2 separate regions of the Mus musculus genome follow, and region 1 is linked to region 2. Evidence: chromatin contacts called from public HiChIP or PLAC-seq data. All regions are on one chromosome and are shown on one strand. The core of a region is the stretch at or near the end of the contact, and the rest is flanking DNA. Distances in the headings are between cores, read along the strand shown. Region 1 holds the start of Man1a2 (mannosidase, alpha, class 1A, member 2). Region 2 has its middle 67 kb from the start of Gdap2.

Region 1 (7,025 bases), core at 2,631-5,130, 460 kb after region 2:
GTGTTACTTGACACCTTAAGTGAGTGGCATAAAATGGAGAGCGCACGCCTGTCAAGAGGGAGCCAGATTCCGACTGAGTGTTAGCCATCGGAAAATAGACACTTGAGTGTTGCTCCAGTCGCAAATTTTTTTAAGAAAAGCCAGAAATCTAGACTGTCACATGAATCTCCCACGTTGTGCATGCCAGGAACTAATTCAAGCTTCTGTAACTAGGGGATAGGCAGGAATTGTAAATCCACATCTGCCCTGTCTACTCTCTGCACCTGGCCACACAACCACACTGTCTACCTCGTCAGTCACGGGAACATTTCCTGTACCCGTAAGAACGCCAGGTTTTTCCCACTAGGGCTCTCCTGTGCAGCCTGCTTGACCATGCCTCCTCCCATCACTGCTTCATCTAGCTTTCTTTTTCTCACCGTTTCAGAGCCCCTTCCCCCTCAATGAAACCTTCCTATTCTCATTTCTCTCCCCCTCCACTCCAAATGCTGGACAGTCACTCCCTACAAACTCTGGTTGCTCTGAGTACAACTTTCTAACAACCAAAACCAAAATCATTGAATCCCTGAATCATTAGCCCATCCACACAGGAGGCTCTACATGAGCAGTCTGAACAGTAGATTATTTGTTGTTAACTAATAACAGTTATAAAATAATGTCATTATAAAATGTTCCTTTTGATAGAAACATTCTGGTGTACTCTTTAAAATATTTATCAAACTGTACCTAGATTTTCAGAAACATAAAACACTTAAAGCAAAGTCAGAATTCAAACATTCCAATTATAAGTGATAATAACCTAAGTCTCCCTGACAACTGGCTGAAGTTGTGAACTATATCAAGGACTCGCACGTATTATCTCATTCAGTACAGCCCATAAAGTAGATGTCGCTGTCATACAGAGGAAACAATTTGAGCTGATTAAAAACTGGCTCAAAAAACAAAACAAAACAAAAAACTCACAAATTTTAGTCAGTGTAAAATGACTAACAACTGAACTAAAACACCAAGGTACTACACTAACTATGCATTCAGAAAGAAACATTATCCCAACGAGTATCTCTTAAACACTAGTAACAAGAATTAATGCCCTCCATTTGCAAGGCTCCCCAACCCTGTCCCTAGCATGCACACAACACACACACACATAACACAATTTTTACCTTCTAAGATACTACACACAAAATAAGTATGATCTTAGTTACAAATAATTCTATAAGACTATCTTTCTGAATTACTTTTAATCAAGATCATATTTGCACATTAGTTTCTGTCATTTTAAACGTATTCCTTGCTCAAAGTAAAATTATTCCAAGCAGACTGTTTTCAGGTGAGAGGAAGCAACAACAAAGTGTAAACAAAGAGCAGCACAAACTGTTCCTGCCACAGCCAGCGTTAGCACTGCCTCCTTCACTGCTTCAACTCCCCACACAGGAGTTGATTCTCTGAGCTGGTAGGCAAGCAAATCCAACAGCACAGTGTCCTTTCCGTCACCCTGACTCTTCCTATCCCAAGCTGAAAATGCAGCTCAATAACCACCCCTTGGCCATTACAACTCTGTTCCCACTGCCAAACTCAGGAACCAGGGGTTCTGAGTAACAATAAATACACACATATTCCTGGGCTCTAATATATGTATATTCCTGGGCTATAAAGTTTAAGAACTGTTACTTATGAGACTTAAACGATTCTTTTGAATTTGTGCAGTACAATGAACATAAACACACTTTCATTTGAATGTATTTTAACTTCAACTAGTTGAGAACTTTTCTTAACTCTCTTAATATCAATTTTAAAGTAAAAATTTGCAAACTTCTACCCATATAAAATATAAAGGAAGCCACTTATCAGTACACGACAGCAGATCATAATAGCTAAATGACATTAATACATCACTGCTGTCAAAAAGCTCTGAACATTTTTTTCCCAAATGTTCATTGCATCATATATACATACCATGGGAAATAAGGTCCAGAAAAACAACGTTTCTTTTTCAGCAAATATTTCCCAGACCAAGTAAGGTTTTTCACAGTTACAAAGCAAGGGAAGTTTTAAAGAAAAACCTCTTAAAGTATGTAAGTTGAAAATATCAAATATCCCAAAGTATAGAAAAATGGTATGAAACTGTATTATTAGAAGTACTCCAATAAGGCCAAAAGTCAATGAACTAGCAAGCAAGTAATTATTAACTTCACAGACAAAGTGAGAACGCCCTCATTACAATAGTGTATTGTCCCAAATATTTAACTTAGGCTCACATTTGAACCTAGGCTTTTTCAAAATCCTCACACTAGGTTAAAACCACTACCCATTTTCTACAGGGGTTCTACCATTCGGGTGAAGTCTCATACATACTTCTCTTTCACACATTCAAGAATTAGCTTATGAGAGGAGAGAGGTGTTTGGAAAAAGCGAATTGTCTCCAAAGTCTCCTTTTAGGTAAAGATCTAGAAATGACTTAAAGGCTGGAAGCAGAGCTTCCATTTCATTTCATCTTGATTATACCCTGCCAAGGGCTCAATTCAGAATAACTGGCCAAATTATGGTTAGGGATATACACACCCCACCTTTTAACATTTAAAAAAAAAAAAAAAAATCAGAGCACAAGCCAGAGATTGGGACTTGGTGGCTGAGCAAAGTCTAGCAAGCTGTCAAGATTCAGTGACTTCACATGGTGGCAGAAAGGCAGAAACACGTTCTCAATACGCGCATGCTGACTCCCTGTATCTCCGCTCCCTGCTGTCCACAGCAGAAGAGTCTGACTGAACACTTCGTTCTGCCGGGAAAAACCAAGGAACCCTAGGAGTCCTTCCAGTCTATGTATGGTTCTACCCAGGCAGCTCTGAACCAACAACGTTCAACACCCTGATCATTCACAGGGGCAGGAGGGGGAGGGGGGAGAGACAAGAAAGCAGTGAACTGTACCTTGCTCTCCCAAAAGGAAGTACCATAATTTAAGTAACAAACGAACCTGTGTCTGTGTTCGTCGGGTCCATGGATCAGGAAGACGCCGGGGTTTTTAGCTCCTTTGCCGGCATCTACGTGAGGAATTAACACATCTTCTAAGCCCAGATCAAAGCGTTTGTGTTTTGAAGAGTCTGGAAGGAAGAAGAATGCCCCAAAACACAGGGTGATGAAGGCACTAAGGATGAGGAGAAGGATAAACTTCTCGGAGAGTCTCAAGGTAGCCCTGTGATGTGGGAAGGAGGGCGGCCCCAGGTTCAAAGGTGGTATCCTACGACCAGAGAGGGGCAGCAGCGCTGGGGTAGTCATCGTTTAGGCTCTTGGACGGAATACTTTATAAAGTTCTCATCTTATATCAAACGTACAACACATCGAACCGTTTCTCAAAACCTCGGCCAAAAAAAAAAAAAGAATAAACTCAATTTCCCTCCTCTCAAAGGATTGTTGTGCTTTTTTATTATTATTATTATTTACGAGGCCACCTCTTTCACGCTCTCCGATTACATCCAGAAGCCCGGGTGACCTCCCAAGCGATCGTTGGTTTCTGTCCCGTCAGATCTTCTCGCCATTTGGCTCTCGGTGCCTCACCGGATGATCGCGAGTCTCCTCTTCATTCCCGAGAGTGGATCGGGCGAGCCACACCGCAGAGAAGCTGCAAGGTGGGTTCTGCCATGCCCGCGCCCCGGCGCGATGCTCAGAGGCGGCTGCCCGCCCCGGGAGGCGCCCGGCGAAGACGACGAGTTGCAGTAGGTCGGTTCCACTCGGTCCCCTCCGGAGCCTCCTCCGCTCCACCGCTCCGCAGCCTCCGCGGCTTCCAAGCAGCGGCGCCGGGCGTAGCAGCGACGACCCTCAGCCGAGGCCGCGAGGGCGACGGCGTCCCGAACACTACAGCGCCCGCGCCGCCGCGCGCTCTGTCAGGAGCGGAACTTCCTCCTCAGCCGAGCGGCCGCCCCCACCCGGCTCCTCCTCCTTCTTCTCTTCCTCCTCCTCCTCCTCCTCCTCCTCCTCCTCAGCTAGCCCCGCCGCCCGCTTCTCGGCCGAGCCCAGCCGCGGCGGCCGAGCCCCTGCGCCTCGGTGGCGGCGTGCGAGGTAGCCGGGCCGCGGCCCTCAGACCGACAGCCCGGGGCCGGCGCCGGCTCATTCCTCGCACCGCCTGGGAGAGGCGGGCGGGAGGGAGGGCGGCCGGTCGCGCGCGAGCGAGCAGCCGCGCCTCCCGCGGCCGCAGGGCGGCTCCGGCAGGGCCCGGCCTCGGGTGGCTCGCACGCTCGCGCTGACTGCGGCGCGGGTCCGCGGCCCTGGGCTGGTCCCTGGCCTGTGGAGGCCGGAGGAGAACAGAGCGGCTGCGCGGCCGACACCGGTTGGGCCGAGCGGCTCGGCCGTGGGGGGCGCGGGCCCGGCTAGCCGCCCCGACTCGCGAGTGGGCGTCCCCGGGCGGCGGAGTGTGAGGTGCGCGCGCACGCTCCCGGCCGCCGCGCCCCTCCCCCGCCCGCCGGGCCGCTCGGGCCTGGCCGCTGCCGAGAGCCCGGAGCCCCCGGAAGCCCCGGCGGCCGGACGAGGAGGACCAGGCGCTTGGATCGCGAAAGTGGCGCTGGAATGTGGGGTTCCTGGGACTGACGGGTTACGGGGGCCAAGGCTGATGCCTCCCTCAGTTATCAGTGACTCGGGGCCGGGGTTCAACATCAAGGTCTCAAACTTCCACGCGTTCTTGGGCACGCGAGGCTGGTTGAAGAAGGAGGTGGCACCGGCCACGTGCCGGATTCGTGTTAAAATGGCAGCCCTGCGCTTTCTACTGGGTTCCTTTCTGAGGAATCGGACGACCTAGGTCAGACAGGAGATTCCTGGTGGTTCAGTCCCAAGACTATATATACACTCTATAGTCATCTTCACCACCACCACTACCATTCCCCCCGCAAAGATAACAAAGATGAATGAATGAGCAGGTGTTAAAACCCAAAAGGACAATATTGTTGAAGTTGAGGCTTGAAACAATCTGAGTCAATTCTGTTATCTGTAATATTGAGAAGAACCAGGTTGTGATAAAGTATAATATAGGCTTCTTAGCAATGCATATGTATTCTTGCATCTAGTTTGCATTTAGCTTTTTTTTTTTTTCTTAAATTTACCTTCTGTTCCTTGCACACATCCTAACTGGTAGCTGGCAATTGGAGAGGAGGCCCATAAATGGCAGGGGTGGGAAGTCAGCCTTAGAAATCAAGGAAAACTTCATGTCCCTTGGCAGGATTCAGAACTACATTCCACTAGGCATTTCTAGAAGCTCTGCAAACCCTACCTTCCTACCACAGGACAAAAGAAGTCATTGGTTTACAAAATAAAGCCAGCACAAGATGTAAACGTGTTCCCAAGGGCCACCGCTGGATCCAAAGTGAATGAGATTTGAGTGAGACACGTGAATGGATGTTAGAAACTGCGGAGTTCATACAGTGTGACTGTCTCATAGATCTCTAATGTTGAGAGCCCAACCAAAAGGAACACTGTGCTCCGACGGTTGAGGTCACTCATTTCCACGAGAAGATGGAAATAAAACACCAACCTCTGAACGAGACAGCAAGTTGTATAAACCTTGAGAAGTTATTATTACCTAGCTAACACTACAGTTAGCTGCAAGAAAAATTTACCAAAACCAAACATTCTACAAATGTGACATTGGAAGTTCCAGACTTATAGCTGATGAAGAGTCTTCTGTATGCCTTGTCCTCTTTCTTGTCCTTGCCTATTTTTCTCTGAGAGATTAAAGTGTTAATTTTACAGATTTTTGTAGATACTCAAATACAGCCAACTATTTTGTCACACTCCTACACTAGCCTCCAAACCATTACCAATTCTTGCTCCCTCCCCCTTTTGCCTCCTCCCCTCTCTACCTCTCCAACTCTCCCTCTGTCTTCTTCCCCTGACTCCCCTTTCCATTTTCTTTCACTTCTAAAAAGAAGGTGTTAAAAGAATGTTTTTTAAAAAACAAGCTGCAAATGTATTCATTATGGTTACAAGTATATAAGAATATGCATATAAATACAGTAAAGGGAAATATTTAGAAAAGATTATAACTCTTAAGACATTGGTATTATATATAATTTTCCCCATGTGTTCTGTTTGCATTGCATTTATAATTAATTAAATTAAAAATTTATAAAGAATGGTACTTGAGAAAGTGAAGGTCAAATTTCAGGAGGTGGATCCAGTCAGACCAGGTTGAACACAGACTGATCCCTCCATGTGAGGGCAATCCACAGAAAGCAGAGAAGGTGAACTGGGGTGGGGGTAGGGGGTAAGTATTCAACAAAGAGGAATTTCATTTCAGATGCCTAAAGAGAATATTTCATTTTCAAAGCTTAGTTAGGCTTTGATCAAAGATGTAGACAAGGTTCCAAAGTGGCAGATAAAACAGTAATTTCCCTTTTACAAATCTATTTAAGTTAATTCATATTTTACGAGATCAGAATTATTAAATGTTAACAAAATAAAATGTATCCTTCCAGGTTTCAAACTGATAGGACCATTCCCGGGATCCACTCAAGCACTGCAATATCAGAGCTCCTCGTGTGTATTAACTTCATATTGACTCTTCGTTGTTTACAGAACAAAACAAAACAGTTTTGACCTTGATCCAGGCTTCCTAGATGAAGTATCATCACCTAGCCCGATTTTAAGCAAAACTCAGGGATGGGGAGAAGCAGGGGGTAATGCAAAAAGACAAGCTGGGTTCTTATTTACTTACAGAACCTGTTCCTTCAGCATTTCAACTGGTTTCCAAGGTTTCCAAGAAAGATGTCAGCTGAGAAGTTACCAGGTGTTCCGAGAGTGAATGCCTAGAGAAATAACTAGGCTCCCGCCTTGCTCCTTCCACTCCTATTTGCATCTAGAAAGCATTTTCCTCGAAGATCAGGGATAATTTGTAGTTCGAAGCTATGAAATTTTTAGGTTAGTTGCATGAAAGTTAGCAAGCCCAAATAAGCCTAGGTAGATACTCTGGGCCTAAGGATGTACAGCTTGCTTGCTTCCTTATAGAAGATGAATTTGTTGAACTACTACTGGGGGATAAATCTACC
Region 2 (7,587 bases), core at 651-3,150:
TGTTCGGTGCGTAATATTCTGGATGTGCTCTGGACCGAGGTGTTACACTTTGCAGCTAAATTCTTACATATGCAGTGTCATAGTAAGCAGTGAACATTTGAGAAGAGAACTTCATTTGAAACCGAGACTGTTCCAGGGAGATTATTTGGTAATCACTTCTCACAGGATGACCATGTTTAGCCATGGGTCTGGTCAGGTGTGGCTTGGCAAAATTTTTCCACAAAGAATCAGATTTAGAGCTGAGTCATGTCAGATGCCTGTAATCCCAGGACTTGTGAGGCAGAGGCAGAAGAATAACATCAAGGGACAGACCAGCCTGGTCTGTGGAGTGAGTTCTGTGGTACCCCAAACCACAGAGGAAAACCCTCTCTCAACCTCCGTGTACCCCTAAGAAAATCAGATTTGAGAATGTGTTGAACTTGAGTTTTCAGCGTGGCTAAAAGCTATCCTGTGCCCACCCCTGAGTTTAGTTTTTAAATCTTTTAGCTTTGGATATGAGGAAGGTACACAAGAATTAGAAATTGATTTTCTTTGCCTGTTCCATAGGGAATGTTGACAAAAATATGAGACCAGCTAACTACATTGTTCCACAACACTTTTTCCTGAGTAAACCAAAGGACCCAGTGCATCCAATCTCAACCTTTGTAATAGGACCTGATGTCCTGACCAGGATGGGACATGTTCCTTGACACATTTGTCCTATTTCATGTGTGCATGTTTATATAACTACATGTTTACACATATGTGTACATTTGAAAAATGAAGTACAAAGGAAAGAGAAGAAAAACAAGTGCTGATAGACCAATGAAACAAGGAAGGAGAGTGGGCCTAGGCAAATGGCCCAGAGGCTGGGAGTGCTAGCTGCTTTTCCACAAGATCTTGGCTCAATCTCCAGCACTCACATGGTGGCTACAACCATCTGTCACTCTGATTCCAGAGGTGTTGGTGGGGGCCCAGCAAGATGCTAGGCACACATGTGGTACACAGACATACATGCAGGTAAAACACACCCAACACAAAACATATTTTAAAAACAGGAAGGAAGGAAGGAAGGAAGGAAGGGAGGGAGGGAGGGAGGGAGGGAGAGATCTCCTATATGGTGTGCTGTTGCTAGCAGATGACTATGACACTTGGAAGATGAGATTCCAACAGAGCTTCATTCTAGGGATATGTTAAGCAATACACTCCCATGAATCTGGGAGATGTGATGTCGAAAGGCCACATTTCTGGTCATCCCAAACTATGATTTTTTTTCTTTGTATTTCTGAAACCATGTTCCTGCCTTTTTGCTTGTCACATTATTAATAAGCATGAATAAAAAGAGTGAGGTGAGGTAGACACTAATATTTATAATCTGCTACTGTGTGCTACAAGTCATTTTGAATATATAAATAGCTGAGTCTCAACAATCCTGTAAGGTCGAAACACTTGTCTGTCTGTCTGTCTGTTTGTTTGTTTGTTTGTTTGAGACAGGATTTCTCCTTGTAACCCTGGCTGTCCTGGAACTCATTTTGTAGCCCAGGCTAGTCTCAAACTCACAGAGACCCACCTACCTCTGCCTCCTGAATGCTGGGCCTGCCCAGTGAGATTAGAATTTTTGTTCTTGTTTATAAGTGAGAACACAAGAGAACAGAGAGAACAACCAGTGTTAGCTAAGTCTCAATCTAGATTCAAACATGGTATCGAAGTAGCCGGCCTCTAGTTTACTAATTCAAGGTGTATCATGAAAACAGGGTCACCCATTGATTTCCCTAGGGACTTCCTGAGAGTTAGTGATGAGGTTGATGGAAAGTCAGGCTTTCTAACTCCCAGTCAGCTTTTAGATCTCTCAACTGACACCATGCTAAAAATACCCATTGGTGGGGTAAGCCTTGTAGAGGTCAGCTTGCACAAAGCACACAGGAATGTGCATGCAATTATATGGGAATGTATTCTGGATCATATAACTGAGTATTTTTGTTCTATCATGTGGTTTTCCCCCCTCTCATGACGAAACTTGTGGCTGTCATCCAAGTAACTACATAGCCCAGGATGAAGCAAGAAATGGGCATTCTCCTATGCTTGCTCAGAAAAGAAAAGAATGTTCTTGATAAGAGGAGGAACTTAGTGCATGCTGATTTTAAATAAATAAATATATACTATTTATATTAAATATATACATACTATTTATATTAAATATATACATACATACATACAAATTTAAAAAATAATTCAGTATATACTTATAGTGGGGGAAACAGTGTTTTATATAATAATCCTTTGGATTTGCTTATTTATTCTCTTGATTTTCAGATGTGTTTTGACCAAATAAATTTTAAAAATGACTTGACTCTAGCCCCTCCCTCCACAAGAGACAAAAACCCTTTGCTATAAAACTTCGATTGAAAGTAATTCTAGGACTCAGGCTCTCTTGTAAAGCATACTTGTCTCTGACAGTCTTAGTCTATCCACTGCTACTTTCCATATTCCAGGTAGACAAGCCATCGGGACCTGCAAGTTTGCAGTCCTACAGCTTCAGCTGCCTCTGCAGTCTTGCTTCCTCCCTACCTTCTTTTTCCCTTACCTCCAAACAATTCAGAACACATGTCACCAAGGGCCTCTTTGCCTTTCTATGTTCTTTAAGTATTAGCCTCCATAATCCAGCTCCTCTACTCTCCATGACCTCCCTCCCCCATCTGCATCCAATTTCAAGTTTAGGCCCTTACCCCTAACCTTCATTGTCTTCCTCCCTTAGGACCCCCAGTATCTTACATCCCTTTGTTCAAGTGACATCTTTCTTGTATCATGGTTTTGTGACATGGTATCTCACGCTAACCAAGGGCTTCAGATATCAAACTGAGGTAGAAAGAACCTTAGCCACCTAGGGCTTAAAGCCAGGTCACATGAGACCCTGTACTCTAAAACATAGGTGGAAGTGTGAAATTGCTAGAGAGAAGGTTTAGACTACAAAATCACATGGGGATGCAAAGATCCTCACTGGGGCAACAGAGCAGGGGTGGGGCGGGGTGGAGTAGGAATTGATGTTAGCAGGAATAAGTTATTGAATAGAATGCAGAGTTAGACAGACTTGGGAGATAGTCTGAGCAGTTTACACTTGGGACAGTAATGGATACTGAGGACATGGGCGCAGATGGAGGTACATTGGCAGATGTCAAGATTGCAGTACTTTTCTGCAGAATTTTCTTTTCCTATTAAGTAAGATGTAGTTCTCAGGTGAACATAAAGGAAGCAGCCCTGGCAGTTCGAGGCAAGAAAAAAAGTTTCCTGGGAGAATGCAAAAGGGAACTGAGGGAAGCCATATGATTGTACACACTGGCTACTTGAGCCATGTGGTCTAACGCTGTACCATGGGGGATGCTGTTGTGTGGGACAGGAATGTTGGTTGGCATTTTGTGCCCTGGCCCTTGGTGATGTTCATCAATCATTGCAATGATAAACTGCCCCTGCACCATTTCCAAATACCTCAAAGTAGCTGAACCATCCCTGATTAAAAATCACAGAGCGGCTAGCCAAAGGTCATATTCAGCTGCTCAGCTGTTGACAAAGAATACATAGAAATCTGAATTGTGCATGTAGATGTGTGAATGACAAGGCCAATGAGACAAAAGAATTGAGACTATATAATGGAGTGGTTATAGTAGAGTTCCTGAATAACAAACCCTCTCTTGTTGTCTAAGGCAACTTAGGAATTACACAGTTCCCGAACTGTGGGGATCCTTGGTCATTTGGTGTCTGTCCAATTATGACCTTTTATAAGTGAAGCTGCTATGGCTATCAGTGTACACCTTCATGAAGGTGTATGCATTTGCTTCTCTTGGTGACATGCCCAGGGATGAGTGGAGGTTGTCTCTGAGTCTGTCGCCTCCCTTTGGTTCCCCTTTCCCCCAGCTAGGCTGCCTTGTCTGGCTTTAGTGGATATTCATTCCAGCTGCAACTTGATGCACTAGGGTGGGTTGGTACCCATGTGGGGCCTTCCTTTCTCTGAGGAGGAAAACGTAGGGGCAATGGTAGGAGGAGTGGTATGTGAGGGTGGGACTGGGAAGAGAGGAGGAAGGGGTGTGATTGGGAGGTAAAGTGAATAAACAAACAAAACAAACAAAAGATAGTGGACTGAAAAGGCAAGGCACACTGTTGAGGGACCTTTAGAAGGTCTGCATTTTGGATAAGAGAGGAAACAATCAGAATCTAGGTAATAAATTTGAAGAATCTATTAAAAAGGGAATACACTTCATGCAAAAGCACTTTACAAATATGTCATTATTATGCCTATGCAAGTGCTATCAAAATTATTAGACATTAGGATAATACAAAGTCATAATGTGCTACCTCTGTGGTCACACCAGTATGACCAACAAATGGCCTGAGGCTGTTTTACTTAGGCTTATTATTGCTGTGATGAAACACTATGACCAAAAGCAACTTGGGAGGAAAGGACCCATTTGCCTTACCTATCATAGTCCATTGAGGGAAGCAAAGGCAGGAATTCAAACAAGACAGGAACCTGGAGGCAGAAGCTGATGCAGAAGCCCTGGAGGGATGCTGCTCACTAACTTACTTTTCATGGTTTACCTCCCTATCACACCTCCTCCCTCCTCTCTTCCCAGTCTCACCCTCACATATCACACCTCTCCTACCATTGCCCTTACTTTTTCTCCTCAGAGAAAGGAAGGCCCCACATGGGTGCCAACCCACCCTAGTGCATCAAGTTGCAGCTGGAATGAATATCCACTAAAGCCAGACAAGGAAGCCTAGCTGGGGGAAAGGGAATCCAAAGGGAGGCAACAGACTCAGAGACAACCTCCAATTTTTAGGGGACCCACATGATGATAAGACTGCACATCTGGCTTCAAATGTGTAGGGACCTAGGTCCAGCCCATGCATGTTCTATGGTTGATGGTCAGTCTCTGTGAGCCCCCATGGGCCGCGAGATTAGTTGACTTTGTAGGTCTTCTTGTAGTGTTCTTGACCCCTGTGGCTCCCTCAGTCCTTCCCTAACTCTTCCACATGACTCCCTGAGCTCCACCTGATGTTTGTGGTTCTCAGCATCTGTTTCCATAAGCTGCTAGCTGATGCCTCTCAGGAGACAGTTGTGCTAGGCTCTTGTATGCAAGCAGAGCAGCGTATCATTAATAGTGTTGGGGGTTGGCTCTCCCTTATGGGGTGGACCTCAAGTTGGGGCAGTCATTGGTTGGGCATTCTCTCAATCTCTGTTCCATCTTTATTGCTGGGCATCTTGTAAGCAGGACAAATTTGGTGGCAAGGTTTTGTGGATGGATTGGTCCCACACCGCATCTCCCACTGGAAGTCCCACCAGGCTGCAGGAGGTGGCTGCTTCAGGCTCCATATTATTTAGTAATTATTAATCTTTTAAAATATTTTATTATGTATTTTCCTCAATTACATTTCCAATGCTATCCTAAAAGTCCCACATACCCTCCCCCCCCAATTCCCTATCCACCCATTCCAATTTTTTGGCCTCGCGTTCCCCTGTACTGGGGCATATAAAGTTTGCATGTCCAATGGGCCTCTCTTTCCAGTGATGGCCGACTAGGCCATCTTTTGATACATATGCAGCTAGAGTCAAGAGCTCTGGGGTACTGGTTAGTTCATATTGTTGTTGCACCTACAGGGTTGCAGATCTCTTTAGCTCCTTGGATACTTTCTCTAGCTCCTCCATTGGGGGCCCTGTGATCCATCCAATAGCTGACTGTGAGCATCCACTTATGTGTTTGCTAGGCCCCTGCCTAGTCTCACAAGAGACAGCTATATCAGGGTTCTTTCAGCAAACGCTTGCTAGTGTATGCAATGGTGTCATCGTTTGGAGGCTAATTATGGGATGGATCCCTGGATATGGCAGTCTCTAGATGGTCCATCCTTTTGTCTCAGCTCCAAACTTTGTCTCTGTAACTCCGTCCATGGGTGACTGTTTCCAATTCTAAGAAAGGGAAAAGTGTCCACACTTTGGTCTTCGCTCTTCTTCAGTTTCATGTGTTTTGCAAATTGTATCTTATATCTTGGGTATTCTAAGTTTCTGGGCTAATATCCACTTATCAGTGAGTACATATCATGTGAGTTCTTTTGTGATTGTGATCCTCACTCAGGATGAGGCCCTCCAGGTCCATCCATTTGCCTAGGAATTTCATAAATTCATTCTTTTTAATAGCTGAGTAGTACTCTATTGTGTAAATGTACCACATTTTCTGTATCCATTCCTCTGTTGAGGGGCATCTGGGTTCTTTCCAGCTTCTGGCTATTATAAATAAGGTTGCTATGAACATAGTGGAGCATGTGTCCTTCTTACCAGTTGGGACATCTTCTGGATATATGCCCAGAAGAGGTATTGCGGGATCCTCTGATAGTACTATGTCCAATTTTCTGAAGAACCGCCAGACTGATTCCAGAGTGGTTGTACAAGTTTGCAATCCCACCAACAATGGAGGAGTGTTCCTCTTTCTCCAAATCCTCACCAGCATCTGCTGTCACCTGAATTTTTGATCTTAGTCATTCTGACTGGTGTGAGATGGAATCTCAGGGTTGTTTTGATTTGCATTTCTCTGATGATTAAGGATGTTGAACATTTTTTCAGGTGCTTCTCAGCTATTCGGAATTCCTCAGGTGAGAATTCTTTGTTTAGCTCTGAGCCCCATTTTTTAATAGGGTTATTTGATTTTTTGGAGTCCACCCTCTTGAGTTCTTTATATATATTGGATATTAGTCCCTGTCTTAGTCAGGGTTTCTATTCCTGCACAAACATCATGACCAAGAAGCAAGTTGGGGAGGAAAGGGTTTATTCGGCTTATACTTCCATACTGCTGTTCATCACCAAGGAAGTCAGGACTGGAACTCAAGCAGGTCAGGGAGCAGGAGCTGATGCAGAGGCCATGGAGGGATATTCTTTACTGGCTTGCCTCTCCTGTCTTGCTCAGCCTGCTCTCTTATAGAACCCAAGACTACCAGCCCAGGGATGGTCCAACCCACAAGGGGCCTTTCTCCTGATCACTAATTGAGAAAATGCCTTACAGTTGGATCTCATGGAGGCATTTCCTCAACTGAAGCTCCTTTCTCTGTGATAACTCCAGCTGTGTCAAGTTGACACAAAACTAGCCAGTACAATTGACTCCTTGTCAACTTGACACACAAACACATCACTAGTAAGCCTCAACCCTTACATTCTTATTCATCCCCAAGATCTAAATAACTTTAAAAGTCTCACAGTCTTTACATATTCTTAAAATTTCAATCTTTAAAGTATCCATCTCTTTTAAGATTCAAAGTCTTTTTACAATTAAAAGTCTCTTAACTGTGGGCTCCACTAAAACAGTTTCTTCCTTCAAGAGGGAAAATATTAGGGCACAGTCACAATCAAAAGCAAAAATCAATCTCCAACCGTCCAATGTCTGGGATCCAACTCACGATTTTCTGGGCTCCTCCGAGGGCTTGGGTTACTTCTCCAGCCATGCCCTTTGTAGCACACGCATCGTCCTCTAGGCTCCAGATACCTGTACTCCACTGCTGTTGCTGCTCTTGGTGGTCATCTCATGGTACTGGCATCTCCAAAACACTGCATAACCCCTTCAGTCCTGGGCC

Evidence for each region. HiChIP or PLAC-seq counts read pairs in DNA pulled down with a chosen protein or histone mark.
Region 1: a contact with region 2 is called in a CTCF HiChIP or PLAC-seq map of the NIH/3T3 cell line, with 9 read pairs. The contact joins the promoter of Man1a2 here to the enhancer-like site in region 2. A contact is called at or near these places in 1 of 39 promoter capture datasets (stem cell-derived epiblast-like cells), 1 of 15 datasets of contacts at CTCF or cohesin (the NIH/3T3 cell line) and 3 of 115 datasets of contacts at active chromatin or transcription factors (the SCID.adh cell line, bone marrow-derived macrophages and stem cell-derived neural progenitor cells).

What each region holds. Positions count from the first base shown.
Region 1 is chr3:100,681,593-100,688,617 of GRCm38.p6, forward strand. Man1a2 (mannosidase, alpha, class 1A, member 2) reads right to left here and starts at 3,881. Exons shown (of 13, transcript NM_010763.2): 1 at 2,969-3,881. The coding sequence starts at 3,270.
Region 2 is chr3:100,225,746-100,233,332 of GRCm38.p6, forward strand. No RefSeq gene overlaps it. Among named protein-coding and RNA genes, the nearest start is that of Gdap2, 67 kb to the left of the region's middle. Within about 2 kb of position 1,901, at least 37 of the 459 cell types and tissues checked have an H3K27ac peak or open chromatin away from gene starts, as enhancers often do. A contact at or near this core is called in the NIH/3T3 cell line, where this site is marked.